Regions from separate parts of the Sminthopsis crassicaudata genome. Here region 2 is linked to region 1. A link is a contact called in public Hi-C data. All regions are on one chromosome and are shown on one strand. Each heading gives the region's core, a stretch centred on a gene start, on an enhancer-like site or on the middle of the called end of the contact. The rest is flanking DNA. Distances are from core to core; before and after follow the strand shown.

Region 1 (7,783 bases), core at 2,195-4,694:
AACACTAATATAATTCATTTTCTTTTTCTAGAATATACTCCTTCATCTTTGTTTTTCCAAATAATTTTTTAAATATTAAATTCAGGTGCCACATCCACAAATTCTCCTGACGCCCTTCACCTGAATGTATTCTTTCTTCTCAAATTTTCCTAAGATTGATCCTTTGTCCTTTTCATATACCAACTCATATTGCCCAGAAATCTATGTAGATGCCACATCCCCACAGTTAAGACTAAAAACTACTTTAGTACAAATTCCATAATTTTTCATCTTTATACACAAAATAACCTGCATATAGTAAGATACTAATTAAATGCTTGCTGAATTACTTTTATTAGTCAAATTAAACTAGGCTTAATGAAAAAAAAAAAATACTTAATTCATAAATAATATTACCTTATTCACTTCCTCAGGATCTTCATCTTTAAAAGTAAGAAACTTAATTTCACATGACTTGGTCAGAGGCTTATTCATGTCCCAGGGCTGGCCATCCACAAGAGCCAAAATGGATTTCTTGCAATACCATTCACTTAAATCTAAAGAGTTAAATATACAATAGACCTAAGTCCAATCAAAATTACAGAAAATATTTCATTTTTAAATGTAACATCAATAGACATAGTAGTGATCTTTTTAAAAGTTAGTATATTCCAAAATATAACAGTTCATTACTAAAATCAATATATCTAAAGCAGGGGTTCTCAAACTACAGCCCTCGGGCCAGATGTGGCCCACTAAGGACATTTATGTGGCCCGCCAGGTTATGGAAAATGGGCTGAGGGGCGGAGACAGAGTGTGAGTTTTTGCTTTTATTATAGTCCAGCCCTCCCACAATCTGAGGGACAGTGAACTGGCCCCCTACTTAAAAAGTTTGAGGACCACTGGTCTAAAGTATTCTTTGTCTTACACAAAACTAAACAGGACATTTACGATATCATGCCCACTTTGTGTAGTCTAAATAATCCACAAAAGACAAACTAAGGACAGCATTGGGCCAAGAAAGAAAATATCTGTTCTCTTCCTAAATAACTAAATTAATAATATGATTGGCTATATTCAGCAAGAAATTATCTAAAAGTTTTCCAAGGGCTAGATCTACATATAAAGTTAGGAAGAACACAAGTCTTTATAGATAGAAAATTCACAATCATATTTCTTACACGAAAGAAGCTTGTCACAAGAGACTTGGTAATAGAACCTGGATGGGATCAAGTCTATTACCACTATTAGAAAAATAAAACAAGAGCTATGTTGATACTAGTTGGTAGCATTATACAGTATAAATGCTACTGCTACAAATATTAAGGCAATAGAAGTATAAATGTTACTGCTTCAAACATTAAGGCAATAGAAGAATATGAGAATATATTCCCTTATAAACTGATAACTAGATTATTAAATATTAATCTTATCAATGGAGCTCTAGGTTTTCTGAAAAGGGGGAAAAAATAGCCATAAGACTAGGTAATCAATGTAAATTAAGCTCTATTTTTCTGTTTTAGATATTTAAATATTTCATTACCTCTGCCTGTAAAAATAAAAATAAAATCCATGATTGTTCAATTTCCACTTACTATTGTCATCAAGATTAATAGACTACTGTGCCATAAGAAATGATAAAAAGGTCAATTTCAGTGAAACCTAGGGAAACTTGTACAAATTGATGCAGAATGAAGTGCACAGAATAAGGAGAACAATTTATACTAGAATAATAATATAAAAACAATTTTGAAAACCTTATGAACTCTTTGAGGAACACAATGACCAATCCTAATTGTAGGATAAAGCATGCACCTCCTGATAGAATACAGGGTGCAGCTTGCAACTTATTTTTGAACATAGCAAATTTGAGAATGTTTTTCTTTACTGTGCAAATGTAACCAAAAAAATTTTTTTCTCCTTATTTTTTCAAATTAGAGGGTAGGAAATCTGTTCATTGACAAATTTTTCTCATAAAAAATATAAAATTTAATTAAAATATCGTATGTGGACTACATGGACAGGATGTTATATATGCTTGTACTAACAGATGTTTTCTCTTAACCAGTTCTCTTTTTAGATGGAAGGGTTCAATTTCAGGGAGTAAAATGAAAAGCTCCGTTAAATTTTTGTTTAAAAGTTGGTTTTGTTTCTAAAACATGAGTATGACCAGAAAAAAAGAGTAAAGTTTTTGCTCTTCCTCAGAAGCAATGAAGTCAAGTTGTCAGCTTATTTGGGCTACTTGATTTCCTAAGAGAGCTTTGTTTCCACACAGAAAATACTCTTGTAGTTGGGTAATTAATTAGAAGAATATCAAACCCTTAATAAACTGACAAGAAAAAACTTCAGCAAGGTTGAGGGAAATGCCTGGTACAATTCCTATAAACAGAGCAACTGAGATTACTCATTGAAAAAAAGTTTACTTGAGGCAGCTAGGTGGCGCAGTGGATCGAGCACCAGCCCTGAATTCAGGAGGACCCGAGTTCAATTCTGGTCTCAAACACTTAACACTTCCTAGCTGTGTGACCCTGGGCGAGTCACTTAACCCCAGCCTCAGGAAAAAAAAAAGAAAGAAAGAAAAAGGTTTACTTACGCATGGCACAATTATAAGGCGTTGAAAAATTTTTATTCATCACAAAAATAGTACCGGGGTCCGTTTTTCCAACATGTTTAACTTCAATCTTCTCCGTCCGAGGATGTAGGGACAGCTGTCTCTCTTTCTCTTGGTTAAAGAGCTCATTCCGCATCTTGGCTATTTCCGTAGTGGATAGTTGAAAAGAAGGCGCAGTGGCTATAAACTCTGGCAACAATTAGAACGCAAAGTTAAAAAAACTTACTCTGCAAGAGGAGACGGGCATCCGACAAGATTTTGAGAACCATCCCCACAAAGTGGCCACGCTACAAGGTACTTCAAGTACATTCTGCAGAGAACGCTAAAATGAGAATTAACAAAGCACATTTTCCCTAAACTTCGGAGAGCGTGAGGGGATTAGTGACCCTATTTTCCGGAAGAGGAAACAAAGTCAGATTTTAGGTGACGCCTCCAAGGTCATCTGAGGTAAGCGCTCTCACGTTACAAATTTAAGGCAATTCAATAAACAATTATCTAAACTTTAAATCAGACTCCAAGTAATATCCGTGGATGCCCCTGGTCTCCTCGCCTTGACCGGGTTCAAGTGACCCCCTGGCTCCCGAGAGCCTCACCCCCATGCATGGAGCTTCCAAAGGCTCTTTCACAAGCAACAGCTCCCACCCGTAGGCCAGAAACCCTGTCTCCTTCTATCTCCTTCATTGTCTCCACTCCGAAATATCAGCAGAAGATACTTACTCATACCGCTCCATGGTGAACGCAGGCGCCTCAGCGCGCGACTCGCCATAGCCATCAAGAAAATAAATGGCTTGTGTGTACTTCCGCTCCACCAAACTCCTCCCCAGAAACACGCGCTGCTCACTTAGGTTCCGGCCAGCTTCTGGCCCTCGGTGCTTGGCGCTTCTTGGCCAGCAGGGGGCATGCGTCTCCCTTTTGCGTTCTCAGACCACGCCCAGATTTCTGGCGTCAATTTCCCTTAGCGTTGGAATTACTCTGAGAAATAGGGCTTAGCCCCTCTATCCCAGGGATTCTTAAACTTTTTCCACTGATACCCCTTTTCACCTGTGGAAATTTTTACGTGACCCTAGATATGTGGGTATATAAAATTGTGTACTTATACCATCACAAACCAAAAACCATAAAAAATTTTATTTTAAAACAAATATTTAATATACATATAATTTTACTCTTTATAAGATGAAAGTAAATTTGCATACTGATTTACGTAAAGAATTGATTCTTGCCACTGTACCAGTTTGATATCTCTTATTGTTGTCAAGTTTTCCCCGTCACCTACATTCAGTTATATATAACTAATATAATAATATGTAATATATAATGATATGTACAAATATGTAATATATATAACACATTATATATATTATATGAGTATATAATATATAATGATATATATAACATATAATAAGTTAGATATAATATATATAAGGCTTTAACCTTAAAGCCCCCACTTTAGAAGCTTTGTTCTATCCAAGTGGGAGATGCTGAATTTCCAAAAGTTACATGTATGCGGGAGACAGTTCGAAAATTATAAATTTTTCAGTAGGAAATGTGTTTAGAAGAACTGCATGTGTTTAGCCTATTGATTGTTTGCTGTCTAAGGAGGGGTGAGTAGAGGAAACAGAATTTGGAATACAAGATTTTGCAGAGGTGAATGTTGAAAATCATCTTTGCATATATTTGGAAAAATAAAATATTTTAAAAGAATGTTAAAATTGTTTTTATAAATAATTGGGCAAAATAAAATATTAATTAAGATTTTTAAAAAAGCATTTCCAAACAAAATAAATTCCTTTATTGGATACATCCAACTGTATTATATTTGTTGACCATAGAAATATTATAAATTGTCCTTCTGGTACTATTGAGTTCATTCTTGATCAATTAATACAAATCTTCCCAGGTTTCTTTGAAACAATATCTTTCTTCTTCTTTTCTCCTCCTCCTCCTCCTCCTCCTCCTCCTCCTCCTTCTTCTTCCTCTTCTTCTTTTCCTCCTCCTTCTCCTCTTCCTCCTCCTTCTCCTCTTCCTCCTCCTTCTCCTCTTCCTCCTCCTCCCTCCTCCTCCTCCTCCTCCTCCTCCTCCTCTTCCTCCTCCTCCTCCTCCTCCTCCTCCTCCTCCTCCTCCTCCTCCTCCTCCTCCTCCTTCTTCTTCTTTTTCTTCTTCTTCTTCTTCTTCTTCTTCTTCTTCTTCTTCTTCTTCTTCTTCTTCTTCTTCTTCTTCTTCTTCTTCTTCTTCTTCTTCTTCTTCTCATTCTTCTTCTTCTTCTTCTTCTTCTTCTTCTTTTTCTTCTTCTTCTTTTCCTCCTCCTCCTCCTTCTCCTCCTCCTCGTCTTCCTCTTCCTCCTCCTCTTCCTTCTCCTCCTTCTCCTTCTTCTTCTACTTTTTTTAAACTATAGTATTAGTAACACTTTAATATGTCTTTACATTTATATAACAAAATTCATTCTGTTACTTCTCAAATTATGTGTACCCCTTAATTTCCTTGTTATAAATATATTTGTCCGTAACCTTTTCACTGATGTCTTCAAAATATAGACCAGGTAGTCTTATCTCTGGGTCCAAAAGCATTCATAGGTTAGTCATTTTTAATCATACTTCCAAGATCCTTCCAAAAATGTGTGTAATAACTCACAGTTCAATCTACAGTGCATCACTATGCCTGTTTTTCCAGCCCCTCCAACATTTGTAATAATTTTTTGGTCAACTTTGCCAGCTTAATGAGTGAGAGATAGAACCTTAGAGTTACTTGATTTACATTTTTCTAATTAGTCTTTTGTAGCATTTTTTTTCATGGGATATAGATAATTTCTTCTCTTGCAAACTCTCTATTGATATTAATTGGTCCTTTAGCAATTGAGAAATGGTTCTAATTTTTATAATTTTAAATCAGTTCTGTATATATTGGAAATGAGCTCCATATAAGAAGAACTTGATACAGTTGTTCCCATTTACCTGCTTTCCTTCTAATTTTAGACGAATTGGTTTTGTAAGTGGGGAAAAAATTAGGTTTTGATTTTATTTCATCAAAATTGTCGATTTTATTTTCTGTATCCCCTCTTTGATCAGGAATTGTTCATCTATCCATAAATCTGAAAAGTATCTTCTTCCTCATTCCTCTAATGTGTTTATTATGTTACCTTTCATGCCAAAATCATATACGTATTGGGAGCTTATCTTGGTATACAGATTAAAGAATTGTTCTACACTGATTTCCTGGAAAACTGTTTTACAATTTTTTATCTAATCCTATCTAATAGTGAATTCTTGCCCCATTAGGTAGATCTTTAGGTTTATCAACCTTTAAGCTACTGTGTGTGTTTCCTTCCATATATTGTGTCCCTAATCTGTTCCACTGGTAAATTTCTATTTCTTAATCATTTTGATGATTACCATTTTGTACCAAAGTTTTAAGATCTGATAGGACTAGGCTCCCTTCCTTCTCACTTTTTTCATTCATTCTCATAATATTGTTGACCTTTTGTTCCTCCAAATGAATTTTGTTATTTTTTCAACTCTATAAAGTAATTTTTGGTAGTTGGATTGGTATGACACTGATAAAATAAATTAATTTAGGTAGTATTATCATTTTTATCTTGTTCAATCATTCTGCCAATAAACAATGAACATTTCCTCAATTATTCTTCTATCTTTATTTGTGTAAACAGTGTTTTCTGGTATTCATATGGGTCCTTTGTGCATCTTGGTAGGTAAGCTATTCAGTATTTAATTCTGTCTCTAATTAATGTAAATGTAAATCCTCTTTCTATCTCTTCCTGATACATTTTATAAGTAATATACAAAAATTCTCATAATTTATAATGATGATGATTTATTAGTTTATTTTATGCTCTACAAATTTGCTGAAGTTATTGTTATTAATTTTTCAGTTTTTAGAGTCTTCCATGTATAACATCTTATCATTTGGAAAAAGCAATGATTTTGTTGCATCTTTGCTATTCTTATTTTCTTTATTGTGATAGTCAGCATTTCAAATAGAAGTGGTGATAATAGATAACCCTGTTTCATTCCTGATCTGAATAGAAAAGGAATCTAGTTTGTCCTCATTACATATAATGGAAGCTGTCGATTTTACATATATACATTGGCATATATACATAATGCCCTATTAAGTTAAGATACTTTATTCCTGTGTTTTGCATTATTTTTAACAAAATGGGTGTTATATTTGTAAAAAAAATTATCTGCATTGATTAGTTTAATCATAAGCTTTTTGTTGTTCTTATAATTAATATGATCTATTTTCATAGTCTCCCCAATATTAAATCAATTCTGACTTAGTAAAAGCCCAAATTGGTTCTTGTGTATAATCTTTATGATATATCACTATAACCTATTTGCTAATGGTTTATTTAAAATTTTTGCACTAATGTTCAATTGGGATATTGGTCAATATATTCTTTTTGTTTTGATTCTCCATAATATTAGCATAAAGTTGATATTTGTATCAAAGAAGAAATTTGATAACATCTCTTCTTTCCCTATTTTTATGAATAGTTTATGGAGAAGTAACTCTTTTTAAAATATTTGATGGAATTCATTGTAAATCCACCTAATATTAGAGTTTCTTTCCTTGGAAGTTCATTTATAACTTCTTCAATTTTCACAACTTAGAGTAGAATTTTAATTTCCTATTTCTTGTTCTATTATCTGAGCTTATTCTATTTTTATGCCATCTAAGTTGTCAGTTTTATTGACAAAGACAACTTTAAAAAGCCAATAAAACTTTGAGGAAAAGTTAAATGAGCTACAGAAGAAATGAGCAGTAAAATCATACTAGTGGAGGACCTCATTTTATTCCTCCCATTCCTAGATAAATCTAACCACAAAATAAACAAGAAAGAAAATGAGATATATAGAATTTTTAGAAAATTTAAATACATTTTTGGGGAATATTGAATGGAAAAAGAAAAGAGCATACCTATTCTTGGCTGTACTCCCCTTTACCCCCCAAAAAAGATAATATATTAGTGACAGGAGTGAACCCTGAAACTAGATTCAGAGTCTCAGACTCCAAAAAGTCTGGGAAAAAGCTACTTTCCCAGACAAGCCTTTTCCAAGTTAAGTGGCTTCATTCAATTGGAGATCTTGGTCAAATCACCCTCCATTGATTGATCTTTGGGGGTAGCCCAATCCTCTTCAGGAAATTCATTTTATTCAGTTGGAGACCTGAGCC
Region 2 (7,783 bases), core at 3,878-6,377, 170 kb after region 1:
CCAGGTCAAATTACATTAAGAAATCTATGCAGGAATCTATTACAATGTTAAAGGGCTTTTTGTTTGTTTTAAACAACATTTCTGATAGGAAAGATACCAAAAGATGTTTAAGAAATTATGGCCATATTAATCTTAGAACCCTCGACCTTAGACCTAACTTCTATCTGTTCTCAGGATCTGACTTGATTGTCAATAATATTATTGAACACATGTAATATAGATGCCTGAGTTTCGCAGGTGAGCTTTCTCATTTTCTCTTTTCTTATCACCATAATTAATCATTCAGAGAAGCATATAACACCAAATATTAGAACTGAAATGTATAGAACTGAATCAATTCTCCATTTTATTATGAGAAAAAGCTCAGAAACTTAGAAAAAACAACACTCATTCTATATTATCAAAGCTACCAAGCAGAAAAAACATAGGGCTTAAAATAAAAAAAACATGGCTCTACTACTTACTGAGCAACTTTGAATAAATCATTAAATCTTTTTCTCCTTTGTAAAATGGGGATAACACTACTTGTCAACTCAGAAGGCTATTATGAGGATCAAAAGAGATAATGTACATAAATGAAATGTAAATAAACTTTAAAGCACTGGTTCTCAAAACTTTTTAAATAAGGGGCCAGTTCACTGTTCCTCATACTGTTGGAGGGCCAGACTATAGTAAAAACAAAAATTATGAACCTCAGCCCAGTGCCAGTGTGCGTTGCTAACTAGAGTTTAGGTGGAAAGTCACTTCTGGTCTGACTGATTTTGCCATAACTAGGTGGGTGCATAAACGTCCTCAGCCGACTGCATGTGGCCCGAGGGCCTATTTTGAGGACCTCTGCTTTAAAGCATTGTAATTAAAGTTATCTAAACTGTTAAGTAAACATTTAAAACACCTGGCACCTGCAAGCCAACCAAGAGAAAACAACTAAACTCAAATTAAGATGTTTTTTAAGCAACAAAAAAACTTTTGACCCCGAAAAAAAAATAACACTGGCCTTTTCACACTTTTTATATCCAGCAAAGATTTCTTTTAAAGAAAAGAATGCTTTTTTCACATTAACAGGAAGAAAATCCTTTCACCTAAGTTTAATTATGTCTTTTAACTATCCAGATAACCAATCAATAAGCATCTATTAAGCACCTTCTACATGTAAGGCAATGTGAAACAATCCCTCTTAAATTTGCAATCCAGCTGGAAAAACAAATACATTCATGTGTATACAGAATAAGTACAAATAGAAAATAAATGCAAGGTAATTAAAAGGGAAGCCTTTAGCAACTTAAAGAATTACAAAAGAATACGTGAAGAATGTAATGTTTGAGCAGCATTTTGAAGGAAAAGATGCTATGAGATAGAAGTGAAAAGGGAATGCAGAGATGAGGAGCCAGTATAAAGTCATCATAATGAGATCTGAAGAAAGGACTGTTTGGATTTGTTGAAGAGTGTGGGTGAGGGAGCAATATATAAAGAGATTGGATATAAGGCCAAAAATAGTATGGAAGACTTTATATTTGAACCTTGAGGCAACAAGGAAATGCTAGTGTTTTACAAGGACGGGAATGACAGACAGTCCAAGCTATGCTTAAGAAATATGAATGGGGAGAACTGGAAAGAAAAAAGAAAGTATGAAAGACAATTTGGTGGAAAAATGGGTTCTGTCTCAGACATAGGGAGCTTGAGATATCTCTGGGGTGTTCAGTGTGAAATGACTAAGGAAGTTAGTTAATGATAGGTTAAAGGTGAGGATACTAACTGGGGATGGATATATAAATCTGCAACACTAATATGATAATTAACCCCAGACTAGAAGGTTCAGGTGAGTCAAATGATATAATTATTATGACATAATAACTTATTACTGTATTTTATGACATTTGTAATATTATTTAAAATGCACTAACATCCATTTAGAAAAATGATGAAAAGCAAAGGAGACTAAAGGTGTAAAGACAGAAAGAGAACCAGAAGAAAGTAGTATCACAAAAATAGATGAGAGGAGTAGGAGGCAAAGAGTATCCAGGAGGAGGAAGGAATGGTCAATAGTCAAATACCCCACAAAAATAAGACTTTCCCCACCAATTTATAATACTCAAAATGCCATAGTACACATAGAATACAACATACTTCTAGAGTACAAATCTGTTTAATTAAACAACTTGACCTCTAAAAAATGCACCACAAATTTGTCAATTTTGAAATCTCAAAATTTCACTGTACTAACTAGTTTGCTCCAAGGGCCACTGGAATGAAATGCTCTTCCAAAATAAGTTTATATCTATAAATCACTAACCTAGAATTTAATTTGAAAATTAAAGCTTACCTTCAAATTTGAATGTTGGGAATGTATTCATGTCTGCTTTACCATACATCTGTTTAAGCTTAAAGAGTTCCCTGTCCAGATCTTGTTGATATTCAGGACCTATATCAACAGGTCCTCCAGCTGCCCTAATGTGCAAAAATAAATAAATAAAAATAAATAAAATTCATTCTATCATTTACATTAAATAATTTTCATTTCATCAAGTAACAAGAGGTCACTGGAGATACTCTCCAGTTAAACTGGAGATCTGAAAGTATATTTTTTTGGGGGGGGAACCTGGGCTATGATTTTATCAGTATAAGGAACTCAATTTTAGACCTGGAGCACTGAACTGTAAAATCTGCCCATGGTCTCACAGTTAGTAGGTGCCAAAATGGAGGACTTAAACTCAGGTTTTTCTGACTAAAAGACCAGCCCTATAGTCATTATACCAGTTTCTTACTCAATAAGTATTAACTATTTCAAATTGATTTAACTGTAAACAGCTACTATAATATCAAGTCAAGAGCAAAGTATGGCCATTAAGTAAGAAGCACAATACAGGAAAGCTAGTGTGATATGATGAAAGTAGCAAAGTAATGAAAGCCAGAAGATTTGGCTGTGAGTTCTACTGCCTAGCACAATACCTAGAATACAGCACCATTTGTAAGTCCACAAAGAATAAGTATTAAAAGAAAAAATATAAATAAATACAAGTCACCCATGAAAGAAAGAAATTAAAGCTTCATAAAGAGAGATACTTCCAGATTAAGAGTAAAAAAAATATGAAGATGACTTTTAACATAAAATCATTTTTCTTTCAGAGTAGATAGGGTACTCAGATACAGAGAGGATGAAAAGATAAATCAGGGAGAAAAAGTTTGTAAAGTTTTTCCTAGCTCTCCCAAAAGCAGGGATCTTCCCCTTTCAGACTGCCTGGCATCTACTTTGTTTGTATCTTGCACATATAAATCTGCATTTATTACAGATTATTTGCTTTTAAATGTTTCACCCTTATTTACAGTTGTTATTTGTATAAAATATTATCTCAAAAGCTTAACAGTTTTACAGTGAGATTCTTGGATAGTTTTAATACATTTGACAATTAAAAAGGTTTTTTATTGCAATCGCCAGAAATAAACGATTTTATTTCTACTTACTGTCTCTTGGATTTATATTCTCTAATCTTGTCTACAAAGAGTTTTTGAACAGGATCAAGTTCTTTGTTAAATGCAACAGCTGTAATACCAATGTTCCTCCGAAAATAAATCAAAGTTGCAGACCTTACAAGAGTTGAAAACTTGAGGAGACTTTTAAGAGCCATAGTGATCCTAAAGTTAAATGAAGAGAATCAAATTATTTTAATGAAAAGAAAAGCAAATTCTGTACATAGCTGTAAAAACACAGTGAATTCTAATTTTACCATCACCCAAAAGGGCTAAATCACAAACTAATACCATGTATCCACTGTATTAAGAATTTTCTGTAGGCACAGGCAAATCTGAATACAGGAACAATAATCACCATTATTCTCTTATTTCTAAGCTTCTTTAATGTTTGAAATCTCTTCCTTAGAGTTTCTTAGCCTCCTATGCATATGAAAGGCTGCATGAAACAAGAAATTCGGTTCTGCACACATATATTGTATCTATGATATACTATAACACATTTAACATGTATGGGAATGCCTGCCATCTAGGGGAAGGGGTGCAGGGAAGGAGGGGAAAATTCGGAACAGAAGGGAGTGCAAGGGATAATGTTGTAAAAAAATTACCTATCATATGTACTGTCAAAAAATGATATAATTATAAAATAAATAAAAAATTATTAAAAAAAAAAAAAAGACTGCATGAAGTTAGGAACTGAAAAACAAACAATTATAAAGAACTAAAACTTGCACATCATTAAGACCTAAAACTCAATGGACTCTTCAGCGGTTAGTCTTAAGGGAAGTAAATCAGGGGTTAAGTGGGGGGAAGGGTAGAAATAAGGTCAAAATATAAGTGCTAGCACATCTGTATATAAAAAAATACAAGGATATTTGGGTTCTATTTCCAGCTAGGACGCTAATGTAACAGGCATATTACCTCTATTACCTTATTCATCAATATCCACTTCATTCTGCAACTTTTACCTAAATATGTCCACTTTCTTACTGCATCTATTTCCTCTATGTTCACATGTAAAAGTTAAAGGGCTTTTAAATCTCTAGCCACTGCTCTTTATTTAGTACAGGCTGCGCGGTTTTAGAGATCTTGAAAGGCCATCGAAATCCATCCCTCTTCTAAGGTTAAGAGAACTTTGCACTTTGCCCTATCCGTTTCTTCTAATGCATTTTACACAAAAACAAACGGGAAGCTGCAGCTAACCCCCGGAACCTGACCAGCATGTCCTGGTTGTGACCTTGCACCCCCGACAGGCCACAGGCAGGCTTCCCGAACCCTAAACGATTATATCCTCAAGTCTCCTCACCCCGATCCAGCAGGCTCAGTTTCTTAAGGTTTTTTTGTTTTGTTTTTCTTAATCCTAACAAGTTAAGGAATGCAACCGCGGCGCCCGCACCCAGCATGCGGCACCAAGGGCAAAGAGCCCTTCTCCAGAAGACAGAAGGCCTAAGGAGAAAATCGGGGCAGGTAACCGCTCAGTCGTAGAGTTTTCCCGGGTAAGGAGGAGGAATTACCTACCCTTGGACACAGAGAGCTCGGAATGAGCCTGACCTACCTGGCCCAACCGCTCAGTCACAGTCACCTTGCAACCCGGTCAAGATTCCCGAACACTTGAAGCCACTGGACCTACTTCCGGTCCTTGCTCCGCCCCACTAGGCCTCCCCACCCTCCGAATTGCATTATGGTTCGCCGCTACCGACCCAGGCTCTCGCTGCTTACCGGAGAGGGAGGAACGTTGGAAACCTACAGTGACTTTAGGCGGCCTAGGTGAGATCTACGGCGAGTTTTTCGGGAGGAAACGGAACGGAAAGTGCTTCCGGGTCCTGTGACGAACACCTCGCTACCGCCATCTTTTTTTGTCCCTTCTTCCCCCTATCCTTCCTGCCCTTTCCACCCTTTTCCTTCTTACCCCCCTACAAACCCGCGCGTGGAAACCATTGATCTGTGCGCATGCGCATTCGAGAGCTATTTTTCTCCCGGTCGCCTTTCTAGGTTGTTGTTAATACGTTTAAAGCAGAGCGTAGGAAAATGCATGTAGAAGGCTTTGGGATGGGTGGAGGTCTTGTGGTTCCGTGAACCTCCATTTTTCCGAAGGGGGAGGACAGGGGTGAAGGGTTTGTTTCCCGCGGTTCCGTCTCTGAGTGTCAAGGGTGGGGGTGGGGGTATGGTTCTGGGAGTTGTAGTTTAGGGCCCGAAACCGCTTGGCGAGCCGGAGGGGGGGGGGCGGGGGTGTCCTGATCTCTGTTGGGGTGCCGAAGAAAGGCCCCGAGGTCCGAGCCTCCCCGGAGCCGTGGCTTTGCTTGGGGAGTCGAAGGCAGCAGAGCCGGAGACGCCACGGTTGTCAGTTGGCTCCAAGAACCGTGTAGGAGAAAGAGGCTGATTCCCAAAACGGGTGAGTGGCCCAGGACAGGGAGGGGCAAAGGCTGGCAGCAGAGACCGCAGCCCGGGTCCGGGCCCTGTCTCGAGGCTTTCTCTCCCGCACTAACCGGCCACCGTCACTGTTTTGTTTCCGCTGGATCCTGACGCGCTGCCTCCTATTTCCGTTTGTGCTGATTTGAGGGCGAGGGAGCAGACCGCTGCCTAGGGAGGGCCCGGGAGGAGGCGCCGGCCTCACGGGGGCTGGGGGGGAGAAGAAAGGGGGGAGTGGAGCGGATTCGTGCTGGACCCCCTTTCTTCCTAGGGACCGTCCCCCCTGGGGTCCCGGAGGCCAGATCTAGGGACACTTCACCCCACAGAATTCTTGTCACTCTGAATTCTTAAAAACTTGTCTCCTCCCCACCCCCACTCCATCTTAGTCATTCCCCGGACCACTTTTACAAGCTTTGCAGTTGCAGACCTCCATTGCTGTTTGTGACTCTGCGTGTGAATCGGCGCTTGCCTTTGTCCCTTCTCTTGTACTCTGACAATTAATCGTTTAAACTATTCCTATGCTTCTGCAGATTCGTACTGTCACCAAAACAACTTTCTCTAAGATGCCCTCAGTTGCTTTTTTTCATAAAAGGATTGGAGGCAGTTTTGTAAACTTAATTTTTCCTATATTATCCCATTGAAATGTCTGGAAGGCCACTTTCAAGTATAATCCAACTTTTAGACTATAAACTCCCCTAGAGCAGTGAATACTTATTTGTAATTTGCAGTTGTTGTTTATCTAACGATTCATCAGAGATTAAAAACCAAGAAAGTTATCACGCCAACGTTGTGTAGTAAAACAAAAGACAATTTGAATTTCATATTTGAAGACTTAGAACTAAAAAATACCGTAAATGACATCAGATACTCACTCACCTTATTACAGCTGAGATGATAAAACAGGCCAGAAGAGGTTAGATTTTTTTGGCTATTTGTCAAGCACGCCTTACTATCTGTGAGATAAGTAGTTATTTATGACTTAACTAAATGAACCAAGATCATTTAGAAGAGATCAGTGGATGGCAGAAAAGGGTAGTGATTAAATGATTTTAGAATTGTTTAACCACCTACTGTATGCCAGGCACTATAGGCATTGGAGTGACAAGTGTAAAAATGAGTCACTTTGTGCCTGCAGAGGATTGAGAGGATGTGGGTAGAACAGAACATATTAATATGACCATGAAAGTTTGGGTTAGTAAAGTAACAGGGGTTGTAAGTAAGGAGAAGGAAAGAGAATAAGCATTTCTGTAGTGCCCATTACAGGCCAGACCCCATGCTATGTGCTTTACAAATATTCTTTTACTTGATCCTCCTTACAACCCTGTGAGAGAGGTTATTTTCCTTGATGTACAGTTGAGAAAACAGAATTAGGCAGAGGTTAAGTGACCTGCCCAGGATTTCACAGGTAGTGTCTGAAGCTAGATTTGAACACAGGTCTTGCGGACTTCAGACCCTAAGTCCTGTCCATTCTGCCTCTAAGGAGTCCTAAGGATATCTAATAGCAATAGTAATATTGATTTGATTATTATTCTCAGGGCAAAAAGAGGAAAAAGTGCTGATAGTCACTGCTCCATTTGGAATCAGAACAGATTGCAAGATGTAGGGCCCTATTTTCCTGATAGGTGATAGTACATAGTTGGTTGCCCTCTCTGTATAGTTTGTAGTTGGTTAGGTGAATTTTCACTCACCCAACAATTGGGATATCTTAACTTTCAGATAGAGTCACATAGTTGAGTAGATTAAGGTAGAGAAAGTAAGTATTCTAGTGAAAAGGGCAACTGCAAAGCACAAGGCAAACGGCTGTTTTAATTAGTTTTAAAATCTTGCACACTTGTTACGTCTCCCATTAATAGCCAGATTCCTAGAAAAATAGCTAAATTGATTGCTGTTTTACTATCTCACCTTATGC

The links. A called contact is a pair of places that touch in the nucleus more often than the background predicts.
Region 2: a Hi-C map of hippocampus shows a contact between it and region 1, with 2.3 times the contacts expected there. The contact joins the promoter of GABPA here to the promoter of MRPL39 in region 1. A contact is called at or near these places in 2 of 2 Hi-C or Micro-C datasets (fibroblasts and hippocampus).

The regions. Positions count from the first base shown.
Region 1 is chr3:259,390,025-259,397,807 of ASM4859323v1, forward strand. MRPL39 (mitochondrial ribosomal protein L39) reads right to left here and starts at 3,445. Exons shown (of 10, transcript XM_074300573.1): 1 at 3,308-3,445; 2 at 2,573-2,779; 3 at 397-536. The coding sequence starts at 3,362.
Region 2 is chr3:259,562,080-259,569,862 of ASM4859323v1, forward strand. GABPA (GA binding protein transcription factor subunit alpha) reads left to right here and starts at 5,128. Exons shown (of 10, transcript XM_074300578.1): 1 at 5,128-5,232. ATP5PF (ATP synthase peripheral stalk subunit F6) reads right to left here and starts at 5,714. Exons shown (of 4, transcript XM_074300581.1): 1 at 5,185-5,714; 2 at 3,460-3,630; 3 at 2,321-2,445. The coding sequence starts at 3,623.